2 separate regions of the Zea mays genome follow, and region 2 is linked to region 1. The links are chromatin contacts, called in public Hi-C maps. All regions are on one chromosome and are shown on one strand. The core of a region is the stretch at or near the end of the contact, and the rest is flanking DNA. Distances in the headings are between cores, read along the strand shown.

Region 1 (7,730 bases), core at 2,005-4,504:
CTCCAATCTCGAAAAGGATTCGAGGTTCCCTAGAATAATGGGGTTCTCAAACTGACCCTTAGATATAAAACCATACAGACCCTTCCACTCGGTTTGCCAGCCGCCCGTTTCAGAGTCCGAAAGGCAGCTGCACACAGTCCGAATACGAATGAAAAAACCCGAATTGCACGGAAAACAGCATCATCTCCTACTCGAACATCATAACCAATGGTTTATTGTTCCTTTCCCATGCTTCCTGGTCGATTTCTAAGAAACTGGGCTCAACAGCTCTTTGGGATCCTTGACCAGAAAATGTTTTTTTGTTTTGTGGACACCATGCTGGCCAAACAACTCCCACAACACCTATATATATCTTACAAAGAATAATGGCAGCCCTATTCTAAATCACAAGCTATAATCAGAATTTCTAGATTTTGAATAGCTTTTTGTGGACTTTCAGCACCAACCGACACGTAAGCGAGACTCTTGTGGCGGACCTGCGGAACGTGTCATGCTCTTCCATGCTCATGCCCCCTAGGATAGAGTCCGAATGTAGATGCTTCAGTTCTTGGCACTGAGACACATTCTCCACCTGTACAATGCCAAATTTTTTTGCACTCTGAATAAGTTCAGATGCTCATCGGGTACATATAAAATGATTCATCAATCATTATTTCACCTTGTCCAGATTATGTAGCTCACTATCTTGTATGCCATGCAAGTAGTCTGGAAAGAGAGAGAGAGAAAATATAAGGGACAATGAAAACACTTGAATAAAAATGGTTAATTGGCTATCCCATTAGAAAACAACTGCAAGATCTATCTAACCTGTATAAGCCTGATCCTTAAATATCAACAGGCTGCACGGCATCAGCATAAGTGATGAAGATGAAGGATCAGATTCATTTGTGGCTCCACGTTCTTGTGATCCAGAGCCGTTGTTCTCTGTCTCAGCTGGCGAAGGCAACTCATGGGCCAGTAAGTCCTGTGGATCAGTGTCCTGCTGCTCTTTAAGCTTTTGATGGGGTGTGAAATTAATCACGACAGGTGAAGCAAGAGATATGATAGCAACGACAGGGTAGTAGGCAGGACCATCTTGGTGTGGCTGGAAGGCACAAAGTCATTGTTTGTAAGGGTGATGCTTAATATGTAAACAGAGGAACAAACAATAGAGGTCTGTCGATTGCAAACCATGATCCCTTGGTTAGGATGATACTCATTTATCAGCACGTGATTGATTGCAGAAGGAAATAAACCAGTCCACTGGCAGATTCTGTCGGTTATCCTTGTTAGCCATGAAGGCACTGCAGCAGTACATGCTGTGAAGCTCAATTTGATGCTAAATTTGATATGTACTTGAGTATAGTGTATAAAAGCACGCATACTGAAATGCAACTAGTAGGCATGTTAGCCACCAAACAAGAAATGTATCACTGTTGCGTTCGGTACAGACATCAATTACAATAAGATCATGGCATAGCAGGCACTCAAAAAATCAATCTCTCTGTTGTGCTAGATTCAGTATTTTCAGAAGGTAGAAAAACAAGTAATAGTGTTCTCAATGTTACAATCTGCTAACTGAAACAATTAAAGAAGGATCATAAATACTTTATCCTAGACTGACCCAAAAATACCACAAAAACATACCATTCTTTGTTTTTCTAACTTGAAGGGAGTAAACCTCTCTGAATCCCTATCCAATATTCGAACAAACATCCAGCCTTGACTGACTTCCTAATCATTATGAAGACCTTTGGGTAAGCTTCATGTTCTGAGGCACTTAAAGCTGGATACAAGACAAGCAAGGTGATAACTAATAATCTCAACCTCGAAGTGCCTCAATTTTTCTAAAACAAGCGGAAGACAGCTATGATGGTTCACAAGATGAAGCCCTTGAGAGTGTTACTTGCTATGAAAGCTTAAGCTAACAAGTAAGCTAGACAAGCTATTTTTTCTCGAACACGTAGGAGAACTATACATCATTATATTAAGAGAAAAGGAAGAGTCTAAGCTAGACAAACCAAAGATTACTAACTAACACAGCCACCTTCTGGTGGCCAAAAACACCAATACACAAAAGGATCCATGAATCTAGATAAAAAACAGATCAACCATCTAAACTCAACTAAAGACCGAGAATAGGGGTAGTTCGAAGGATAGCTCCATAGCCCCTACTAGCCCCCAAACATCCTTCTCTTGATTAGCTTTTTTGAGTCACATTCAGGTTTGGAGCCTGCCTATCAAAAATACAGTTATTTTAGTGCTTCCATAGAGTCCAGGCTCCAAGGATAATTAGGGAATTCAGCCCCTGCTTAGCTACACCACTAACTTGGCTGATGGCTCATAACCACCAATCCATGAAGCTGCCATCATGATATTAATAACTGGTTTATGATGATCATCATGTGGGACTTGTGATTTGTACAAAAATTACAACACATCTTCCTAATAACCAAGTGGCATCTGCTGTTGAAGCAGCAACTCAATAGTGTTAGTTATCCTATCCAGTAAAAGTGCCAACTACTTGGTGAGCTTCCCACAGTTCTACTGGCAATCACATTGTAGGAAAATTTTATTCTTCAAGCATACCTACTACTCTTTGAATTTGAACTTGAATTTTCACAAGATAAGACATTTGAAACCAAGCACATTGGAACCAAAATTAGATTACGGGCCAAACTTCAGTTATGCAACGCTATGCCTGATCTTCAGTTTGATTCACAAAACCAAGCTAAAATTTGCAAGCTTTTATGAGCACACTCACAGGCCTGCGGCAGGAGCCCCTTCTCATGCACCACTCCTCCTGCTCAATCCGACACCGTGTCAAGGAAAGGAGGAAGCTAAAGCAATCTCCAAGCCAAAACCACCAAGTGCGAAGAAGACAAAGAGTACCCCAGTTTTGTAGCCTCCGGTTCTTGAGGGTTTTCCACTTGGGCGCCGGTGCCTGGTAAATCTGCGCCGAAGAAGTCACCGCCGCCGCGTCAAAATACAGTGGGATCGAGAGAGAAAGAAACAAAAACGAATAAAAGGAGACGAGATTTGCCGATTTGATGCGTGCAGTACATGGTGGAGGAGCTGTGATTGCTCGGAGTGGGAGATGAAGTCGGGGACATAGAATAGGGTGGGGATGGCCCCGACGGTGTAGTCGGCGAGGCTTCTCAAGGCCAACGCCGTGGGGGGGCTCTCCTGCTCCCCGGCGGCTGCCGTGTGTTGGGTCGTCGTGTGCTCCATTGCTGTTGCTGGTGCTGGCGGATGCAGTTCGAGGTTACTTGAGGGGTCGTCGTGTGGCGTGGGCCACAGGTAGGCGTTGCATTTGACTAACAGTTAGGATCAGACCACCCCCAGCCCAACTTGAGAGCACGGCCCATCCCATCTCAATTCCCAATACAGTTATTAGTTAGGAAAAGATCCAAATTACTTCCCTCGTCTATTAACATTGTTCACATAATCCTTAAAAGTATTTTTAGTACATTTTTTACCTTCACTTTTTTTAGTTGATTCAATTTACCCTTTAACAAAATTTGTCTTTTTTCATTTTATGTACAAACTGAGTTTTATATTCAAATTCTGTTGGCTATTAGCTAATAGCATAATTTAGTCTAAAAATATAATATATATTGTATAATTATTTTGATAGGTTAGAGATCAGATAATATAATAACATTATTGGTACAAAACTAAATATAAAATAATGATAAAATTTCTTAATATATTTCCTAAAATAATGATGAAAAATTATCCAATTAAAAGTTAAATTTCAAGTTCATAATTTCTGAGGTGATTGAAGACACCATAATAGAAAATGTATTAAAAAATTCATAATTATTTTATATTTAGTTTTGTACTAATAATGTTATTATCTTATCTGATTCCTATCAAAATAATTATAAAAATTTATAATATATTTTGATGGCTAAATTATGATATTAGTTACTAACCAACAAAAAATAAATTGAAAACTTAGTTTGTACATAAAGAAATAAAAAATATAAATTTTGTAAAGGTGTAAATTGAACCAACTCAATGGAGTGGTGGGGTAAATTAAACGAAAAATATTTTTTCCTATTAGTTATTATTAATCGACATTCGCTTTCGTCTTTGCCGCCAAATCACCGGCCCAACATGAGACACGGGGCATCATATCACTATTGCGAGCGAGTCCTCACCAAAGGTCCTCAGAACTAATAAACCCTAGTTGTTTCCAAGTTTGATATCAGGAATAAAAAATCAAACTTCAGTCAAAAGCCTCCATGGACTGAAGGAGGAGGCAGGGTGAACCAGATTAAGCATCCTAGAATGACCCAAGCTCAACTTCAGTGTTGTGGAAGCGAAGGAGAGGAAAGACATACATGACACGCTCGTGGGAAAAAACAAGATTGCCCTAATTATGTTTTGTATATCATATGTATAGCAATCAAGGGTGTTGATGTATTTTCATATGAAGGTGTGTACGTATGGATGAAAACAGTCGGTAAACACTAAAACCGTTATTGTTATCATATTTTTATCGGGAATGAAATCAGAAACGGTAACTCTAGAAACGGAAACGGTATCGGTATTGGAAACATCGAAAACGAAAGTTCGGTATGGAAAATACACTCGTAACGATCGAAATTTAAAATACAATTAGTAAATATATCAATATAAAAATATCTCAGTATAACAAGTTCACAATACGACAAAGTTTACGAAGATCACAAAGACCATAAATTCACAATTCACAATATAACAAGTTCGCAATATAACACGTTCATAAAGATCACAAATTCATAATATAACAAATTCACAAGTTCGCAATATAACATGTTCACAAAGATCACAAATACATAATATAACAAGTTCACAATATATCGAGTTCACAAAAAACACAAATGTCACAAGTTCACAACATATAGTATGTGGTGGACGGGCAACTACACCTCCTACCCGATGAAGCCATCTTACAGAAGGTGTAATAGCTCTGGTTTGATATCTGCAGGATATAGAACCACGATGTTATCTAGCAACATCGTATATAGGCTTGTCGGGTATCGTAATTAGGGGTACCCAAATTATGCCCCTAAACATGCTTAACACCTAGACTACCAAAAGACACATTCCCTGAGGGCAAGAAAGGATAAGCCACGATTCGCCCAAGACCCCACTAGACGGTCGCTCGAAACTCCGCCTCACCCGAGCCTGTCCTCGGACAAAGGCAGCGCTCGAGGAAATACTCGCCTCGCCTGAGGTCCCCTCTCCGCGGAACAGGGGTTTCCGCCTCACCCGAGCCAGTCTCGGACAGAAGGACAACCCTGAGTCGAGCCTTAGTCAAAGGTCATGGGAACTGCAGGGACGTGAGCATTCAATGCGAATACCTACCCCATGTGACACCATAGTCGAATGTGAGCGATAGAACCGCGGTCCTTTCCACTTTCAGCGACTACAATGACGCATGCCTGGGAATAACAGCTACTGCTCCCCCACGCCGTCTGCCGAGTTCAAACAACTCCAGATGGGACGTGCGTATGGCAGAGCACAGTCTCACCCTCAGGAGGGAACTCCGCCTCACCCAAAGTCGGCCTCGACCTCGGAGAAAACTCTGCCTCGCTCAAGCTCGGCCTCGGTCAACTGCCCCCTATGAATCCTGCAGGAGGCCACTCCTTGAATTGTTCCCTGCACGGCTGCATGTCCTAGAGTAGGCTTGGCCATGACCTCGGGAAGACTTTCTTCTCGCCCGAGCGTGGCTTCGGCCTTGATAGTATTGACAAAAGGATGCCCAACGTAACCAGAAGCTACATAGCCGACGTCAAGATACTAAGTGCTTTTTGCCATACTTATCACTGTTTCAACCACTACGACTAGGACAATATGTTCTCCAGACAAGCTCTGGTACGCGATTGAGCCCCAGACCTTGCCCTCGGCTCTCTGCTCGGTCAAAGATGCAAATACAGGGACCAGATGTCCTCCTCCTAGCTCAAATCAATAGCAGGTACAAAGGCCATACCAAAGTCCATACCGGCTACAGGGGCTCGGACACATCTTAGCTCCCATACGTGACAAACCACGGCGCTCTGGGAGCCCTCCTTGAGGTTATAAATAGAGGAGCCCAAGGCTTCACCCAGTTGATCATTTGTCAGGTGGATAAGTTCATCTACAACTACTATAAGTCGACTGTCTCGACAGGAGAAGCTTTTTGGAAAAACACCTATGCGCGGACCGTCCGGGCCCTTGCGGCGAACCGTCCGCGACACCAGGGTGAGCCTCGGACAAGAACACTGCAAAAACACAAGTTAATACTACGGACCATCTGAAGGAGAAGCGAGCACCGTCCGAGACCAAGCGCGGATCGTCCAGCCTCAGACGTGGACCGTCCGGTTGTTGAAAAACCAAAAAACCCGAAGGTGACGGGTTCGGTAAAATGCATTTTAGCGTCCTCGCAGACCGTCTGAGGTGCACGGCCAGACCATCCACGACTACTTTATTTGACATCTGACGACGCATTAAATGCACAATAGCCGTTGATATAGCCGTTACTGCTGATCGTTGCGATTCCAGCCGTTGATGTGCAGGGGCGGACCGTCCGGACAGGGGGCGCGGATCGTCCGCGGTCGGCAGAAAAGGAGCAACGACTAGAAAGTGGTTGGAGGCTATAAATACATCCCCAACCACCTCCATTCACTTGATCCAAGCACTCTACTCATTCACATTCAACACAAGAGCTAGCAATCCATTCCAAGACACATTCAAAGCTTCCAATCTCTCCAAGCCCCACAATTAAGACAAGTGATCATTAGTGCTTAGTGACTTGAGAGAAGTGATCCGTGTGTTATTTGTCGCTCTTGTTTCTTGGTTTTCATAATTGTGCTTTCTTCATCTCTTTCTCAACTTTTTTAGTGAATTGTAAAGCAAGCAAGAGACACCTAATTGTGTGGTGATCCTTGAGGGGTCTTAGTGACCCGTGTGATTAAGTAGAAGCACTCAACCGGTCTAAGTGACCGATTGAGAGAGGAAAAGGGTTGGAATAGACCAGGCCTTTGTGGCCTCCTCAATAGGGACTAGGTTCTTTGAAACCGAACCTCGGGAAACAAATCACCATGTTCATTTGTGTTGATCTTCATCACTCGATTTGTTTCTCCTCTCTCTCTAAAGTTCTCTTGCTCACATCGTTTTGAGTTTGCTCCCAAAGTTATCCGCATTAATTGAGCAGCTCATTGCAAGAGAAACTATCTTTCGCACTCCAAATTATTTCTAACACTAATCCCGGGTATAGTGCGTGTTCAAAGTTTATAATTTTCAGGTTTCGCCTATTCACCCCCCTTTAGGCGACTTTCACTCTGGCTCCTCCCCCTGCAGCATGGGGGGGCCCACCAGATCTCCCTCCCATGGGTCGAGTGATGCCAGCTTCGCTGGCTCCCCCATCTACAGGTCAGGAGACGCCATCTTCGCCGACTCCTCCTGTGGATTGGGATGCGCCAGCTTCGCCGACTCACCCTCCTACGGACCAGGAGGTGCCGTGTAACACCCCAGGTGTTACCATGGCTAGAGCACACCTTGCCACTAAGGACTGTGGATTATATGGGGTAAAGGCTTAGGGCAACACATAAGAACTTGGAGATCAAGTGCTAATAAAGTTGCCAATGACATAAGGAGCATTACTCTAAATCCTTGCTCACTTACTACCTTGGATAAGAGGGGAGAAGGACCCTAGACCTCTCCTAAACCCTATCTCCCAAAACCCTAGGTAAGAGGGGAAAGAGAGTGAACAGGTGTGC
Region 2 (7,730 bases), core at 1,968-4,467, 280 kb after region 1:
GAGGATCGTGGCCGCAAGATGATTTTCGTCGGGTACGAGCGCGGGTCTAAGGCATATCGAGCCTACGATCCGGCCACTAAGCGCGTGCACGTGACGCGCGACGTGGTCTTTGATGAGTCCGCCCAGTGGGACTGGTCAGAGGGAGCTAAGACCGGCACTGGCGCGGATCATGGCGGCGACGACACGTTCACCATCCAATTTCAGGTGGTGGCGGGGCCAGGAGGTGCCCAGGCGGGGGCACCGGTGGCTGCTTTGCAGCATATGACGCCACTAGGAACACCAGGGGAGGCCGGAGTAGCTTCTCCGGGTGTGCAGTTCGCCACACCACCTGCTGCGTTAGACGAAGACCTGGACGCCGACCACGACGACAACGCACCACTGCGGTTCCGAACAGTGGAGGACGTCACCGGAGCTGCGTCGCCACCTGGGTACGCCGTGCGCGTACTGTACAACGAGCAACTCTTTGCAGTGAGTGCGGAGGAGCCTGGGTCGCTTGCACATGCTGGGCAAGACCCGTGCTGGCGACGAGCGATGGAGGAGGAACTGCGCGCCATAGAGGACAACCACACTTGGACACTCACTGAGTTGCCATCTGGGCAGCGAGCCATTGGGCTCAAGTGGGTATTCAAGGTCAAGAAAGATGAACACGGTGCCGTGGTACGGCACAAGGCACGACTTGTCGCAAAAGGCTACGCTCAGCGCCAAGGAATCGACTACGATGAGGTGTTTGCACCGGTCGCTCGCTTGGAAGCGGTGCGGCTGCTACTAGCGTTGGCAGCGCAGGAGGGATGGCAAGTCCATCACATGGACGTCAAGACGGCGTTCTTGAACGGCGACCTCCAGGAGGAGGTGTATGTGCAGCAAGCGCCTGGATTTGCTCAACCAGGACAGAAACACAAGGTATACCGACTACACAAAGCTCTTTATGGTTTGCATCAAGCTCCCCGTGCCTGGAATCAAAAACTGGATGAAAAAATGGGTGTTCTGGGGTTCACTAGATGTCCATCTGAGCATGCTATTTACTGTCGAGGAGAAGGTGCAGAGAGACTAGTTGTAGGTGTCTATGTAGATGATCTAGTGATCACAGGCACTAGCAGCAGCAACATCCAGACTTTCAAGGCTGAAATGACCAAGGTATTTAAGATGAGTGATCTTGGTTTACTATCATATTACTTGGGCATTGAAGTGAAGCAGGATGAGCTGGGAATTACCCTTTCTCAAGAGAGGTATGCTAATAAGATACTAGATCTAAGTGGTTTTGCAGACTGCAACTCGTGTGATGTACCAATGCAGGCAAAGCTGAAGCTGAGCAGGAAGGATGACAGCCCCTGTGTAGATGCAACAGAATACAGGAGCTTGGTGGGAAAATTGAGGTATCTGGTCAATACCCGACCTGATTTGGCTTTTTCAGTTGGGTATGTGAGTAGATTTATGGAGGAGCCCCACATGGAGCATTTTGCAGCTGTGAAGCAGATTCTCAGATACATAGCTGGAACAAGGAGTTGGGGCCTTTTCTACCCTAGGAAGAATGAAAAGAAAACTGAATTGTTGGGCTTCAGTGACAGTGACCTTGCCGGTGATTTGGATGAGAGGAAGAGCACAACTGGAGTCCTTTTCTTCCTAGGCAACAGTCCAATTAGCTGGCAATCAACAAAGCAAAAGGTAGTGGCATTATCAAGCTGTGAGGCTGAATATATATCAGCTGCTACTGCTGCTTGTCAGGCTGTTTGGCTAGCTCGGCTGCTAGCTGAAATTACAGATTCAGTTGTGAGCAAGCCGGTGTTAAGGGTAGACAACAAGTCTGCCATTTCTTTGATAAAAAATCCAGTGCATCATGACCGGTCAAAACATATTGATACAAGATTCCATTTGATCCGGGAGTATGCAAATTCAGGCCAAATTGAAGTGAGGTTCATCAGGACAGAGGATCAGCTTGGAGACATCCTAACAAAGCCTCTCGGCAAACTGAAGTTCAGAGAACTCTGCTCCAAAATTGGCATTCAGTCTCTGTAGGTAAATCAGTGCACAAGTCTTAGGAGGAGATTTGTCAAATAATACTTGTGCCTGTAGTTAGTTTGTCAGTTAGCGTCACATTGTTATAGGAGCTTTCTGTTAGCCATGCACAAAGGGAGAGCCTGGTCGTGCGATCGTGTGCGCAGTCCGCACGACCGGCGCGTCGCACGCTGAGACTGAGGTGAGTGGGATGGCACTCAACGATGAGGGGCATGGCGTGCAAATCAGGGTAATCGTGCCCCACATTTCTTTTTCCTTTCTTTAAGCGGTAAACTGTCGGGTTGTAATCTCATGGTCTGTACACGTCTCTATATATACAGAGAAATAGAGTCAGAAAAGCTGTTGGTTGTTCACAGCACCAAATCAGAGTGTGCCTACTTGTGTTCGTGTGTGTGTGCGTGAGTCTTTTCTGTGACCAGCAGGGTGAGCTCGCCGGCAACTGGAGGTTGCTTCTCCGGCGAGGTCTGACAACGTAGCTGTGCTGACGTGTGAAGGATGACCTTTTTTTTATCCACTCTTTGCAATCGATCTTTTTTGTTTACAGTGAGGCAACGGGGTAGGAAGCGCACCATAGTCGGATGAATGAAGAAGAGAAGAGAAGAGAAGAGAATCTGTTGCATGGAATAGCCGGGTGTTGGAAAGACAATCAAAACTGGGCAAGTGTTGTACCACCATCCGGTTGCTTGCTGTATTTTTTTAGAGGTGAGTGGATTTGGCTGCTGTAACGTTTGTGGATGGAAATTTGGAATTAGGTTGCCCAGCGTCGCATCATCTGGTATGCTTGTTCGTGCCCTCCATGGAATTGATTGATTCATGGCAAATGTGCTGCCAGTGCCAGTGCTGTGGGCGAGGGTGGGTTTCTCATCGTCGCTGGGCCTTGTGGGCTGAATGTGACAGGAATTGGGCGGGTGTGTACTGTATTATTGGACGGGGATGCTGGAAATGGCCCTCGCGCCTCGGCCTGGTGAGCTACATGGCCATGTTCCCTAGGGTAGGCTTTCCATTAGTAGCAAGCATGATGCGATGATTGCGTGCTACTCTTTTCCCTGCTGTTGTTGGTGCTGGCTCCCGATCACGACATGCTCAATGTCTCCGCGGCCGAAAGGAAAGGGCCGGGTACGGTGGTCGAGGGGTAGGGAGGGCCCCAACAGGAAGGCGTAGATCATATAGATAGATGGAATGGACGCGTGGGGGGCCGGCCGGGCCTAGTCGCTGCTGCGAGTGCAAGCAAGGCAGATTGGGGTGGTCCATGGTGCCCGCTCTACACTGCACTGCATGCATGTGCGACGAAAGGGTGGGATTGGGAATGACAGCAGGGAATGGAAGGGGAAGGAAGGCAAAGGTACCGAGGTTGAAGAAGCTAAGAAGGCTGCAGTGCAGAGGGGGGCCAGGCCAGTGGCGGTATCATCACGACGAAACCAAGGTAAAAGCAGGAGCGGGGCCCAGCCGGATCGTTAGTTGCAGTCATCTGTACGTATCAGTGGGCACTGGGCAGTGGCCGATCCAATCCGATCCGATCCACTAGATGACTAGAGAGCTACTAGTAGTCTCTCGCTCTATCGCCATCTGTGATCTGTACCTTTCGCTTCCGCCGCGCCTAGGTGTCGGCGCATTCCATTGAGTTTATGTCCAACTAGGAAACGGGGTTAAACTCTCTTCGTTTCTTAGCATCTCTAACGGCTCGCCGATACTGTATATATCCCTAGTCACCACTAACCAAATCTTTTTTTTAATTATTGGGACTGATGTTGCAGGATATTATCAACATTCTACTTTGCAAGAAAAATGGAGCGAGATCCACTTAACTATAAAGTTTTAGTGTTTGATGATCAATGTAACCATTTAGAGCAATATTATTTGATAGTATTTTTTGGCTATTTTTTAAATGGTGCAAGATGACAATGTGTACCCAAAACCTCAATACTCGACGCGTTTTACCTGACATAAAGGTGGGTATGAGATGATTTCTTTATCCATGGGTATGCTAATGGCCAATAATCTCGACGGTATGTGTACGAGTCGGTACTACCCATACCCTTATACCCACGAGTAAAATATACCCGCATCATACCACTATTATCATATATTAAAGCTTATATTAGCTAAAAGAAAATCCTTGTTCGACTGTAGTTTATTAAATTACAAGTTATGTAATCATATAGTTTATTATATTTGAAGTTGAACTTATTTTTATATGTTTGTTTCACATTTTAAGTGACTGTAATATTAGAATCTGGGACTTTCCTAGTGGGTATAGGTTACCCGATGGGTAAAATTACCCGTGTGGGGTATGGGTATGGGTACAGGTAAGATTCAATACCCGCGAACGTATAGGGTAACCTGACAAGTACAATTTTGTTTGAGGGTATGTGTATGGAATGCTACTACCCGACGAGTATATACCCATTGCCATCTCTAGGTGCAACATAGACTTGGACGAGGAGATGCGATGATCGAGAAGATCAACACATCAAGTAGATGTCAGAAAACTCATGGAAGACCTACAAAGATCATTGCAAGAGTCCAAGACATAACATGAAAGAATGTCATACAAAGAGACGAGAAGAAATTAATAAAAACAATCTATTTAGCAGCACTGGATGTCTCCAGTGAGGCACCGAATAGGAGTTGTACTATGCTAAAGAAAGGGCTACAAAAACATAGTACATCAGACGTCGCATCAGACATGACACTAGATATAACACTTAGATAAGGTATGTAGCGTGTTTGAGGAGGTCCATAAGGCACTAGACATGTCCAGTGTACCATGGAATACTCCACTGGATAGGGTACTTAAGAGGTTGCATAGCAACCCAAGAAGGTGTATAATGCCTGGACGTGCCCGGTGTAGCACCAGCCATGACATCAAATGTATTTACTCAAACAATTAGCAATGGCTAGTTTCAATAGTTAGCTGATGTGGACATGCATCGACATATCAGTCGAGTGCATCGTAGTGTCCGACAAGTATGCAAAAAATCTTGCATTGCTTCCAACGACTTGTTTTGGACATGGAGGCTATATATGCCACCCCATTTGACCATTTGAGATGTGTGAGAGCTAAGAAATATCGCTAGAGTTGAGACTCCATTCCTATAGTTCTATACACCACGTGCTCAAAGACCACTCGGTGATTATGTATGCGCTTTGTAAATTGCTTAGATTAGTTGGATCGCTCTATTAGCACTTGCTCTAGGTTTTTCCTAGTGATTAGAAGTGAGGAATAGACAACGCCTACCCCTTGACGCTTGCATGCACCATTATATCCCATGATGCCTTTGCACATGTTATTTTAGTTGTACCAAATGTGGCTTGTAAGTTTTGCGAGATTGCACTGTCTATGTTTATGGTGTGGCTGCCACCTAACAAGGTCCGTAATGTTTTAGTCGAAAACTCTATACTAGAGACGATTGACAACATCTGGGAGGGGCCAAAACTGAAGCACCACATGCGTGTGAAGAAGGCCTAGGGCTACTCATGGATTTACCTAACTAGAGCTTGGCTCTCGCATGGGCATTCTTTTGCATGGGGCTCCAATAAGGATTAGGGGAAAAGCTTGCACGCTTCTCGATAACTCGGTAAAAATAATGGCACATCAACGAGATTTTGTATCTCTATTGCTTTTAATCTTTTGTATTTATAGTGTATTACCTTGATTGTGTGTTTTACCTTCTTGGCTTAGCTATAGGCTAGTGAATAGGTTTAAACCTAGGTTGCATAACTCATTGGGGTAGATATATCAACACTTAGTCAAACCATAGTTGCACATAAGATAACATGGTTTTTTGCATAGGTTTTGATAAGGAGAAAAAATTGTGGCCATACATTAGAGAGAAATTAAATTGCCGAATTCACCCTCCTGTTAGGTGTCACTATTCCTATACATCCTCTAACATAGAGGACCCACACGTTAGGTTATGATTTTTTTTCATTTTCTCCCCGCCCCACATGGCCACACTGTGCCATATGTGGCTTGACCATGGACATGGACTTGGTGCCCCTTCTCTCCACCCCTTCTCGCTCTAGCCATGGCTAGCACCCCCTTCTCTCCACCCCCTCTCTACCATGGGTGCTACCCACAAGATCATTCACACGACCATTGCTCCCATGGTGTCCTAGCACAACTTGTATGTTGGTACCCATCGAGTCACTTCTCGACCATGGATGATCTCCCACATCATGTCATGTAATAAATCTTCTCTCGAGCTTAGCAGATGTGTTGAGCCACATCATGGATATCCTAGAGGCTAGAACTGAGCTAGCATGTTGAAGTCGATGTAGAGTTCCTCCTCACTGTGGTAGTATCAGTATGTTAGTCATAATGCTATGGATGAAGGTTTGGACGACATTAGTGGTCATGACTCAATGTTCATGCAGAAGATGAGGAGGTACTATCGCCACACCATGACTCTAGGGTACCATAGATACCCGAGAGAGAAATAAAGATAGATAGATAGATAGAGAGAGAGAGTTAATGGATAGAGCGAGGGATGTAGGCTAGAGGCACTGAGTACTTACTAGCTACTAGCAAATTAGTGATTTTATAAAGATTTAGACCACATGATGTGTAATACCCTATGTTCTCTTTGAGTATGATAGATTGATTGATACCATGTGAAGAAGATTGTGACCTTATGTATCTACTGAGTTAATGACCGACCAGCGCTCCTTTCCCTTTTGGTTATGGTGAGAGTCTAGTCGAGCTGGTTCCTAGTTCAACTTTAAATATCAATTAAATATAGAGCAATAGAGTTCTACACTGCTCTACTACTCCTTTTTATATTTTAAAGGAGAAGAGAGTGATACATGTCTATTGAGCAGTGGCCCTACCTACTAGAGGCTCAATTACCATATCTTGTCACATACATGTAATTGTGCATGGTGCATGTCTTAGACATGCTACAACGTTAAGGTTATCATGCTGCAACAATATATATGTCTTGTCATAGTGGAAAGTACTAGAGTCCACACCAGTGGATATAACATAGTTAACAAATGGTGTAACTTATACCTTATTATGCTTGCAACTTTAGGTGTGGTTAAAAGGGATGATGGCACTAACTATATAGTAGTCTTAGGTATGCATGTTGCCTACATCATGGCAACAATATAATATCTTGCTCGTAATGTCACTTATCATATTTAATATTGAAAGTCACCTAGAGGGGGGGGGGAATAGGTGAAACCTGAAATTTATCACTTAATACAAAACTCAAACCCTGGTTAGGTGTTAGAACGAGCAGCAAATCAATCAGAGTGAGGGAGAGATGTTCTTCTTGCTAGTGTTGCTCTTTATAATTGCAGAAATACTTTGGGAGCAACACAAATGATTTTGAATCAAACACAAGCAATAGAACTTAGAAGAGGGAAGGAGGAAATAAATTGCAAGCAAATCACAAACAAGAGACGTGCGTTTTTTACCGGATTTGGTTCCCAAAGGAAACCTACGTCTCCGTTGATGAGTCCACTTAGGATGAGTCTCTTTCAATTATTTCCCTCTCTCGAGATTGAGTATCCTTTCTCAAATCAAGTGACCAGAGTCTCCGCAAGGATATTCACACAAACTTCAGGGTCTCTCGCTAGCTTTTACAAGAATGAGAATGAGAGTGAAAAAGAAACTCAAATGCACAAGAACCGTAGCAATAAACTCAAATGCAAACTCTCCACAAGGCCCTAGCAATTCTCTAACTCAAATCTCTTGAATGTGGCATTTGGGA

The links. Hi-C and Micro-C count contacts between places; a contact is called where the count stands out from the background.
Region 2: a Hi-C map of leaf shows a contact between it and region 1, with 4 times the contacts expected there. The contact joins the enhancer-like site here to the promoter of LOC100193159 in region 1. A contact is called at or near these places in 2 of 25 Hi-C or Micro-C datasets (both in leaf).

What each region holds. Positions count from the first base shown.
Region 1 is chr1:245,658,253-245,665,982 of Zm-B73-REFERENCE-NAM-5.0, forward strand. It overlaps LOC100193159, which reads right to left and starts at 3,255. Exons shown (of 7, transcript NR_153803.1): 1 at 3,043-3,255; 2 at 2,569-2,932; 3 at 1,627-1,713; 4 at 1,171-1,283; 5 at 808-1,084; 6 at 659-705; 7 at 166-571.
Region 2 is chr1:245,933,729-245,941,458 of Zm-B73-REFERENCE-NAM-5.0, forward strand. No RefSeq gene overlaps it. Among protein-coding and RNA genes, the nearest start is that of LOC100381588, 95 kb to the right of the region's middle. Within about 2 kb of position 3,218, at least 18 of the 20 cell types and tissues checked have an H3K27ac peak or open chromatin away from gene starts, as enhancers often do. A contact at or near this core is called in leaf, where this site is marked.